Regions from separate parts of the Mus musculus genome. Here region 1 is linked to region 2. The links are chromatin contacts, called in public promoter capture Hi-C maps. All regions are on one chromosome and are shown on one strand. Each heading gives the region's core, a stretch centred on a gene start, on an enhancer-like site or on the middle of the called end of the contact. The rest is flanking DNA. Distances are from core to core; before and after follow the strand shown. Region 1 overlaps Dennd5a (DENN/MADD domain containing 5A). Region 2 overlaps Scube2 (signal peptide, CUB domain, EGF-like 2).

Region 1 (3,719 bases), core at 619-3,118, 130 kb after region 2:
GTTAATTTTCTTGCACTATAAATTAGAAGATCATGCTTATTTTATTAATCTGTCCTTACAAGACATGTAGCATGGCCTTCACTCCAACAGATTACTAAAGGTTAAGAGTATGTCTCTCTCAGTTATATAAAAGAGATACCTGCTAGTATTGGTTTTGAGAATTATGATGTCAAATATTTCTATAGGACATTTACATGTGTTTGTGACTGAGTGTGTGTGCACGAACGAAATTAAAGACAATATTCAGGAGTAGGCTCTTTCTTTCCACCAGGTGGGTTCCAAGAATGTAACTCAGATTGTCAGGTTTGTTGGCAAACACCTTTACCAACTGAGCTGCCTCACTGCTCCCCCTCATTTAACTTTTAATCTATGTGAAACAGGTTTCCTTATAGCATCAGATAAGGGTCCTTCCTTCAGCAAGACATTGTTCCAATATGCCAAATGATGTCCCAGTGACACACAAGTTTAACCTTGTCTCAATAGCCTTTACGTTCTAAAAGAAGCAGGCAGAGGATAACATAAGCTCGCTAACACAGTCAATCCATAAAACTCATCTCCTACAGCTGCATTTTGAACGGACCCTGCATCGTTTATGCTGAGTGCATCAATCACCCTTCCAACCTGTGACGATAAAAGAAAGCTTTCCATCTCAAACATCCAAAAACTAAGAAGAACCACTTTAAACCTTACTTCTGAGTTCCTCCAACTAGATAATGTTGACTCTGCCTAATTAAAGGCCAACAAATATTTATAACCTAAAAATAGACTACTTTTTTTAACATTATTAATGCTCTTAGGCCAAGCCATCAAAAAAGAAAATCAAAACAAAATCAACTCATCTAGTCAAGGGTCCTTTACAAAGCTGACAAAATGAAAGGCACACATTTTCATCTCTTACCCCTTGGCTCATCTTTTAAAAAGAGGGTTGGGGGCAGTTTTTCCAACCAGAATCAGGAAAGCAACTAAAATATCTAGATCCACCCAATAATGCTTGGTAGCTTCTCTCCCACTGCTGTGAGTCAAATAGAGAGTGTCCATAAAGAATTCTTATTTATTTATTTAATCTGTACGGATGCTTTGCCTGTGTCAGGTCTTAGGCAGTACACATATCCAGCCTTAGTCCAATTCCAGCTCCTACAGGAGGATTTCCGGTGGTTAGATAAAAGTCAGCATTCCTCAGGAACTTGTAAAACAGGCTCCAAATCAGCCAAAGGAGTCATTTCCCTTGCTTTTGGCAAATGGGACAAGAGGCTCCATTGACTTATGCCTGCAGTTATCAGCATATCCAAGTCCACACTAGCCTCCAGGCTCCTCACTCAGACCTCTTTCACACATTTCAAAGCCCCTCACCACCCTTCTCACCACCACCCCAAACCCTCAGCCCTCCTGCAGCTACTCATCCTCCTTATAACACAATATTTTCTGCTACCACCCTCTTAGCCCTACTTCCCTAGCCCTTCATGTCTAGTCTGCTTCTTTTTCTCTCTAGTTTGGACTCTTCCACAAGGCTGTGGTTATTTTCTCTTTTATTCACAATAAAAACCTCCCTCTAATCATGGATGGCGCGTTTGATGCTTTCTTCATTGCCCCTCTTCCCATACGGCTGGACGCATGTCTGGGCATCATAAGTGTGTTTGGTACCTGGGGAAGTCAGAAGAGGGCATCAGATCCCCTGAACTAGCACCACCATGTGGGTTCTAGGAATGGAAGAATAGCCAATGCTCTTCACCACTGAGCTATCTCTCCAGCCCCATCTATAAAGAACTTTATCAAGCCCAAATTCTGTGGATGCCCTGATGAGAGGTGGCTGAGGAGCACAGCTCAGGCACACACTTCAGAGGTGGCTAAGATACACAGGAACCGCTAAGTAGACCTCTTCACTCGTCATTCTGCACAACAGGGCCAAAAAGGGAGGGGTAAGAGGGCAAAATGAAAAAAGAGGCCATTTAACTTCTAGGCTCATAAAACAGTCTCATGCTGTTTCCTCTCAGCACAGGCTGGCAGCTGAAGCAATTTATAAACCTATGATCAAATCTGCAAGCATCGCCAGCGGCACCTGTGTGACTTTTTTTTGCGAAGATGCAAAACGTGGCAGACACTGAAGCCAAACAATCAGTTCTCTGCTCACCTCTGCCATGATGAAAGGGAGCATGGTAAGACAGCCACTGTCTAAGGTATTCCTCATGAATCCTCCAGATCCCAAAACTCTCCTGAACTCTTCCTTCAAAGGGCCACAGTGCCCTTTGCCAACCTCAGATGCCAAGCCAAATCAGTTCTCCCTCAGTACCTCTGTGAGTTCATCACTGAGGCACTTCAGCACATAGGATCCTACTGGAAAGCTACTGAGAGTGTCCCCAGAGAAGACAGGGACAGCCCCTTGCTGGTATTCTGTCTAAACTCCACCCCCACAGTTCCTGGCAGCAGCCAGGTATGCTCTGCCCCACAGTTACCTGGCAACAGCCAGGTAGGCTTGGCCCAGTATAAAAGGGGCCACTTGGCCTCTCCTCTCACTCTTACACTCTTGCCTCTCTTGCCTCTTGCCCCCTCGTCCCCCTTCTCATTCCCTGCCTCCCTCTCTCCATAGCCGACTTTCACTTATCTACTCTCTCCTTCTCTCTGCCTTTCTCTGCCTCTACTACTCTCTTAACTCCCCTCTCCATGCCCTAAATAAACTCTATTCTATACTTTACTGGGGTGTGTCTGGTCCCTCAGGGGGAAGGGATGCCTCAGCATGGGCATCCCCTCCCCCACACCCCACCAGAACATATTCTTATAGTTCTTTCTCTTTTTATGATCACAACATCCTTCCCTCACTCTAATGCTCTCAAGCTTACTTTCTGACATGGCTGCATCTTCAGACAATGAAACCCCAAAGAGAAGCCAAAACAAAAGATGCCTCACCAGACCAGCTCAGGCTCTCATTTGCTCAAGGCCACTGAGATCATGTGTTGGTGTTAAAAAGAACAAAGGGCTTTTTTACAGACTTCTGATGGCCAAAGATACGGCTGCAGCTGATGAATTCTAATTTGAGGGTCTAAGAAATGAACACTCTTCTACAGAAAGTGTCTTTCTACTCCAGGCTTACCACCTCAGTATCCTGCTGCTACCTGGCACAGAACCACAGTAAGGTCCTCCATCCTGCTGTCACACTCCCCTCCAACAGCGGAGTTTAAAGACCCCTTATAGTCCAAAGATGTCAACTAAAATGCTAAATTACCTGAGGGATAAAATGTGAGCTCATGCTTCCTTTACTGCTCGTTTTATGTACTATGGACATGTGTTCTTTTGAGAATAACAGAAAAGTGTGTTTCAAGGATACCATTACTCTTACCTCATCTTGTGTAATGTTTTACTTTTTAAAATACTGACCCGCAGCTCTTTACCCCCACAGAGGTTGTCTGCTATAAATCAGGGTAGAAAATATTCAGCTAAGGAACTGCCCGCAAAACTGTGTGGCCTGGGTGAATGGGACTCTAAGGCCATAGACAGCTGCTTTGGGAGGGCATGTCAGTGCCCTGCCTCCCACTGTCTACTTCTCCCCAAGCAGACCACAGCGGGAGGCCAGAAACTCAAGTGCAAAGGCTGTTCCAACGATGGAGAAAGCCACATAGCAGAGCGTCCACACACCAGAACACACAGAACACTGGGGTCTCTTACACAAACAATTCCTCCAACATTAAGAACACTGCTGGTTTCCGAGCAACTTCTTTATATACCCA
Region 2 (3,775 bases), core at 571-3,070:
ACACCTCTCCAGTCTCTTCATGAGTTTTGTTTTGTTGTTTTGTTTTCAAGATAGGGTTTCTCTGTATAATAGTCCTGGCTGTCCTGGAACTTTCTATGTAGACTAGGCTGGCCTCAAACTCACAGAGATCCACCTGCCTCTGACTTCCTAGTGCTAGGATTAAAAACATGTGCCACCACACCCGGATCTTAATGCCTTTTTTTTTTTTTAACTGAATATGGTTTAAAAAAAATACTTTTGAAATAAAGGTCTCCCGTAGCCCAGACTCAAACTCCATATGCAGCTGAGCATGACCTCAAATTCTTGATCTTAATGTCACTGTGCCTAACAAGACATTCACATTCTTTTTTTTTTTTTTGTAAAGATTTATTTATTTATTATATGTAAGTACACTGTAGTTGTCTTCAGACACACCAGAAGAGGGAGTCAGATCTCGTTACGGGTGGTTGTGAGCCACCATGTGGTTGCTGGGATTTGAACTCCTGACCTTCAGAAGAGCAGTCGGGTGCTCTTACCCACTGAGCCATCTCACCAGCCCGACATTCACATTCTTAAAGAGAAATTTCATCCACATAAAAATGAAATGTTCATTAGGGCTTTTAAAAATGTCAGCATCTTTAGACATGGTTGGTGGCACACACCTTTAATCCCAGTACTTGGGAGGCAAAGGTAGGTCAAACTGAGGCTAGCCAGAGATACATAGTTAGACTCTATCTATTTAAAAAATAGATATAAAAGTCAATGTCATAATAGATTAAAAATGAAATTGAGTTCCAGGACAGCACAGAGAAATCTTGTCTCGAAAAAAAAAATTAAAATTAAAAAAAAATAAATTGAGGTGGAAAAGCAAGTCTAATAATAAGGAAATATTCTTTTTTCTCTTAAAAACGCTTGTTAAACTTTGTTTTAGTACTTTGGTACACAGAATTCTGTGCTATAATTGCCACAGAAAGAACAAAACCCCATGGCTATGTGCAGCCAGTGAATCCTTTACAGAGAGGGCAGCTTGATTGACAGGATTCTTTGGGGGAGTGGCATTGAGGGCCAGAGCCCTGCACATCCTTAGCCAGTGCTCTACCACTGAGCTACACCTCTGGCCTACTAGAATATCTTCTTCATCCACTGTAATGAGATTTTTTTGCCTGGGGGGGGTTAAATGTAAAAGCTCAATAATGTTGAAAAGTAGAGTCCATGGGGGAGGGGGTCAAGGTGTGGATCCACTGTACAGACCAAAGTGATTCCCCTATGTGGCTTGTGAGCCGGTGTGTGACCGCACAGTCAGAATGACAGCAATGCCCCTACACCATGCCCCTCACGATGCCACTTCATCTTAGACTCAGTTTCACTCTGAGAAAATGGAAAAGGAAGGTACTTGTGCCAGTCACTACCAGCACTTGTGGGGAGCCCTCCCCGTGCTGACCCTGCCTGAACTGGTGGAGTTTCTCTTGCATGATGGTGGATAGCTGTCATCCATCAAGATCACATTCAAGAACTCACCAAGCCCTAGAACAGCGCTCCAGTGACTGAGGGCAGAGACGATGTGTGGCAAGCAGCCCTCAGCATTTGGTGTGTGTGCGTGTGTGTGTGTGTGTGTGTGTGTGTGTGTGTGTGTGTACGCTATTCATGCCTCCAGAGGGCTATACTTGCCTTTTTGTTTCTAATTCTTTCTAGTCTTTTTTTTTTTTTTTTTTTTTAATCATCACTGTTTAGAACTCACACAGTTAGGATTAAACTGGCATTGCAGAGGCTGTGGAAGGCTGGGAGGACCTGAGTCTTCCCGTGACTCAGAAGGCCTGAGTGGCTTGTCCTTCCCTCCTGCTTGCCTGTTGCCTGGTCACCTCTGATGAGTACAGATGTTTCCTGGGAGAGGACTGGCCTGGAGGATATGGTGATGAAGCCAGAGTAGCCTTTCTGTGGCCTCCTTTCCAATACAGACAGTCGGAGGAGTGAGAACCCGAAAGGAGGCCAGTTCAGTCAGCCCTCACAACATCCAGGACATGTGCCCACACAGTGCTACTCAAAGCGTACGCAGTCCACATCTGAAATGTTGGGAAAGAAAACCCAAGTTCAGTTTATCAAGATATCTGTATTGTCTATAAAAACTGAACTCTGACGAGTCACTGGTACTGGTGGTAATAATCCGATGGCAGGCGGCATGTGGAGGGAAACCGGCTGCAGCCCACTGAGCCCACAGTAGGACCCTGTCCACAGTGGCGTGTGGGAAGAGTCATTTGTAAGGCCTCAGAAACCTTGACACTTTGGAACGTAGCAATCGGATGAAAGATCTTGGAAACATCTCTCGGGACTCCTGGGCTGTGTACTTGAAATAGTTCTGGGGATGTGCCAGGACATCAAACAGAGCCTTGATCAGTTTCTTATCCTGAAGAGAACAGAATTTTTGTTATGGGGCCAAGACACTCAAATCTTTTGACATTTTGCCAGTGGAATCATAATGACTCGCAATCGATGGGAGGTTCACTAGCTAGAAGTCGCTTGGTAAAAAACGGTTTCCTCTGATTGTTATCGTCTTTCCAGTTTTAATTTTTCTTAATTGCTAATAATAACTATGAATTACATTATGAAAGAAGATTTGATATATGGAAACTGCTTTTTCTTACCCAGATGAGATACAACATAGAGATTTGGAAAATAGTTTAGGGTTAAGTGGTATGGTAAGTATTTACTATTGGTCACTTACAAGTATCTAAAATGTGGTGGGTGAGCTTTGAGCCTGAAGCACGAACTAGGAGCCAAAGGTCTTTTCATTATTAAAGTTGAACATAAAAACACTATATGCCCCTGGCTTGGATTTCTTTTTTTTTTTTTCTTTTTTCTTTTTAAATTTACATTGGTGTTGTGCTGCCTCCATGTGTATCTGTGTGAAGGGGTCACATCCCCTGGAACTGGAATTACAGACAGTTGTGAACTGCCATGTGGGTGCTGGGGCTTTGAACCTGGATCCTCCTAACTGCTGAACCATCGCTCCAGCCTCCTGGCTTGGATCTCTAAGCACTCACCCTCCACACATGCACTCATGAACTCCAGCAGCTGTGTTTGCCTGCATAAGACCAGCACAAGATCAAGGCAGAGTTCCAGGATGGATGGGTAAAGAGCTCACAGTGCACTACCCTTAACTGAGAAGCTATGAGCAGCTGATGGCTGCTGGAGGAGAGAGGGTTAGTTTTCTTCAGGGACATGGCCATGCTCCTGTGACTAACCCTACAACTATGTGCATACACTAATCATATATACTACGATCGAACTTATTAAACTCAGTGGGTTATTTAGAAAAAGAGAGAGGTCATGAAGATGGAAAGGGAATACTTTGTGCAGGGTATGGCAGGAGTTAGGAGAGATGGTAGAAAAGTTCAAAATTATATATATAACTAAAGTTTATATATATAAAACACTAAAGACAGAAATTTGATATTTAACAAAATTAAATCGTGGGGAATGATGGAGCTGACCTTGCTCCCCATAAAGTCAATGTCTGGAAGCCGTATGTGGGAGCTCATGCTAACTTCCTGTGTGCTGAGGCAGGAACTCACCTTCAGTATTTCCTGATGGTTCTCAGAGGCATAGAGCCTGCCATCTCGAACTATGTCTTCAATGAGCTCCTGGTAGTCCTCTGTTAAAATAAAGGACATATTTTGCTTCTCACTGTTTAAATATTTCCACGCTCGAGCTTCTGTCTTTTATAAGCTCTGAGAAGTCACCCTTTGGTGGCTGCTCTCAGAGAGCTTTCCATTCTGAGACAGAGAAGACAGTCAGCACC

Evidence for each region. Capture Hi-C pulls out chosen DNA fragments and counts their contacts.
Region 1: a contact with region 2 is called in a promoter capture Hi-C map of pancreatic islet. The contact joins two enhancer-like sites. A contact is called at or near these places in 3 of 39 promoter capture datasets (the C10 cell line, HPC-7-derived erythroid cells and hematopoietic stem and progenitor cells), 2 of 115 datasets of contacts at active chromatin or transcription factors (both in embryonic stem cells) and 3 of 9 other capture datasets (adipose tissue, liver and pancreatic islet).

What each region holds. Positions count from the first base shown.
Region 1 is chr7:109,922,718-109,926,436 of GRCm38.p6, forward strand. All of the region lies in intron 5 of Dennd5a (DENN/MADD domain containing 5A), which reads right to left. Among named protein-coding and RNA genes, the nearest start is that of Dennd5a, 36 kb to the right of the region's middle. Within about 2 kb of position 1,869, at least 27 of the 459 cell types and tissues checked have an H3K27ac peak or open chromatin away from gene starts, as enhancers often do. A contact at or near this core is called in pancreatic islet, where this site is marked.
Region 2 is chr7:109,797,026-109,800,800 of GRCm38.p6, forward strand. It overlaps Scube2 (signal peptide, CUB domain, EGF-like 2), which reads right to left. Exons shown (of 22, transcript NM_020052.2): 21 at 3,549-3,628; 22 at 1,665-2,380. The coding sequence ends at 2,228. Among named protein-coding and RNA genes, the nearest start is that of Nrip3, 17 kb to the left of the region's middle. Within about 2 kb of position 1,821, at least 5 of the 459 cell types and tissues checked have an H3K27ac peak or open chromatin away from gene starts, as enhancers often do. A contact at or near this core is called in pancreatic islet, where this site is marked.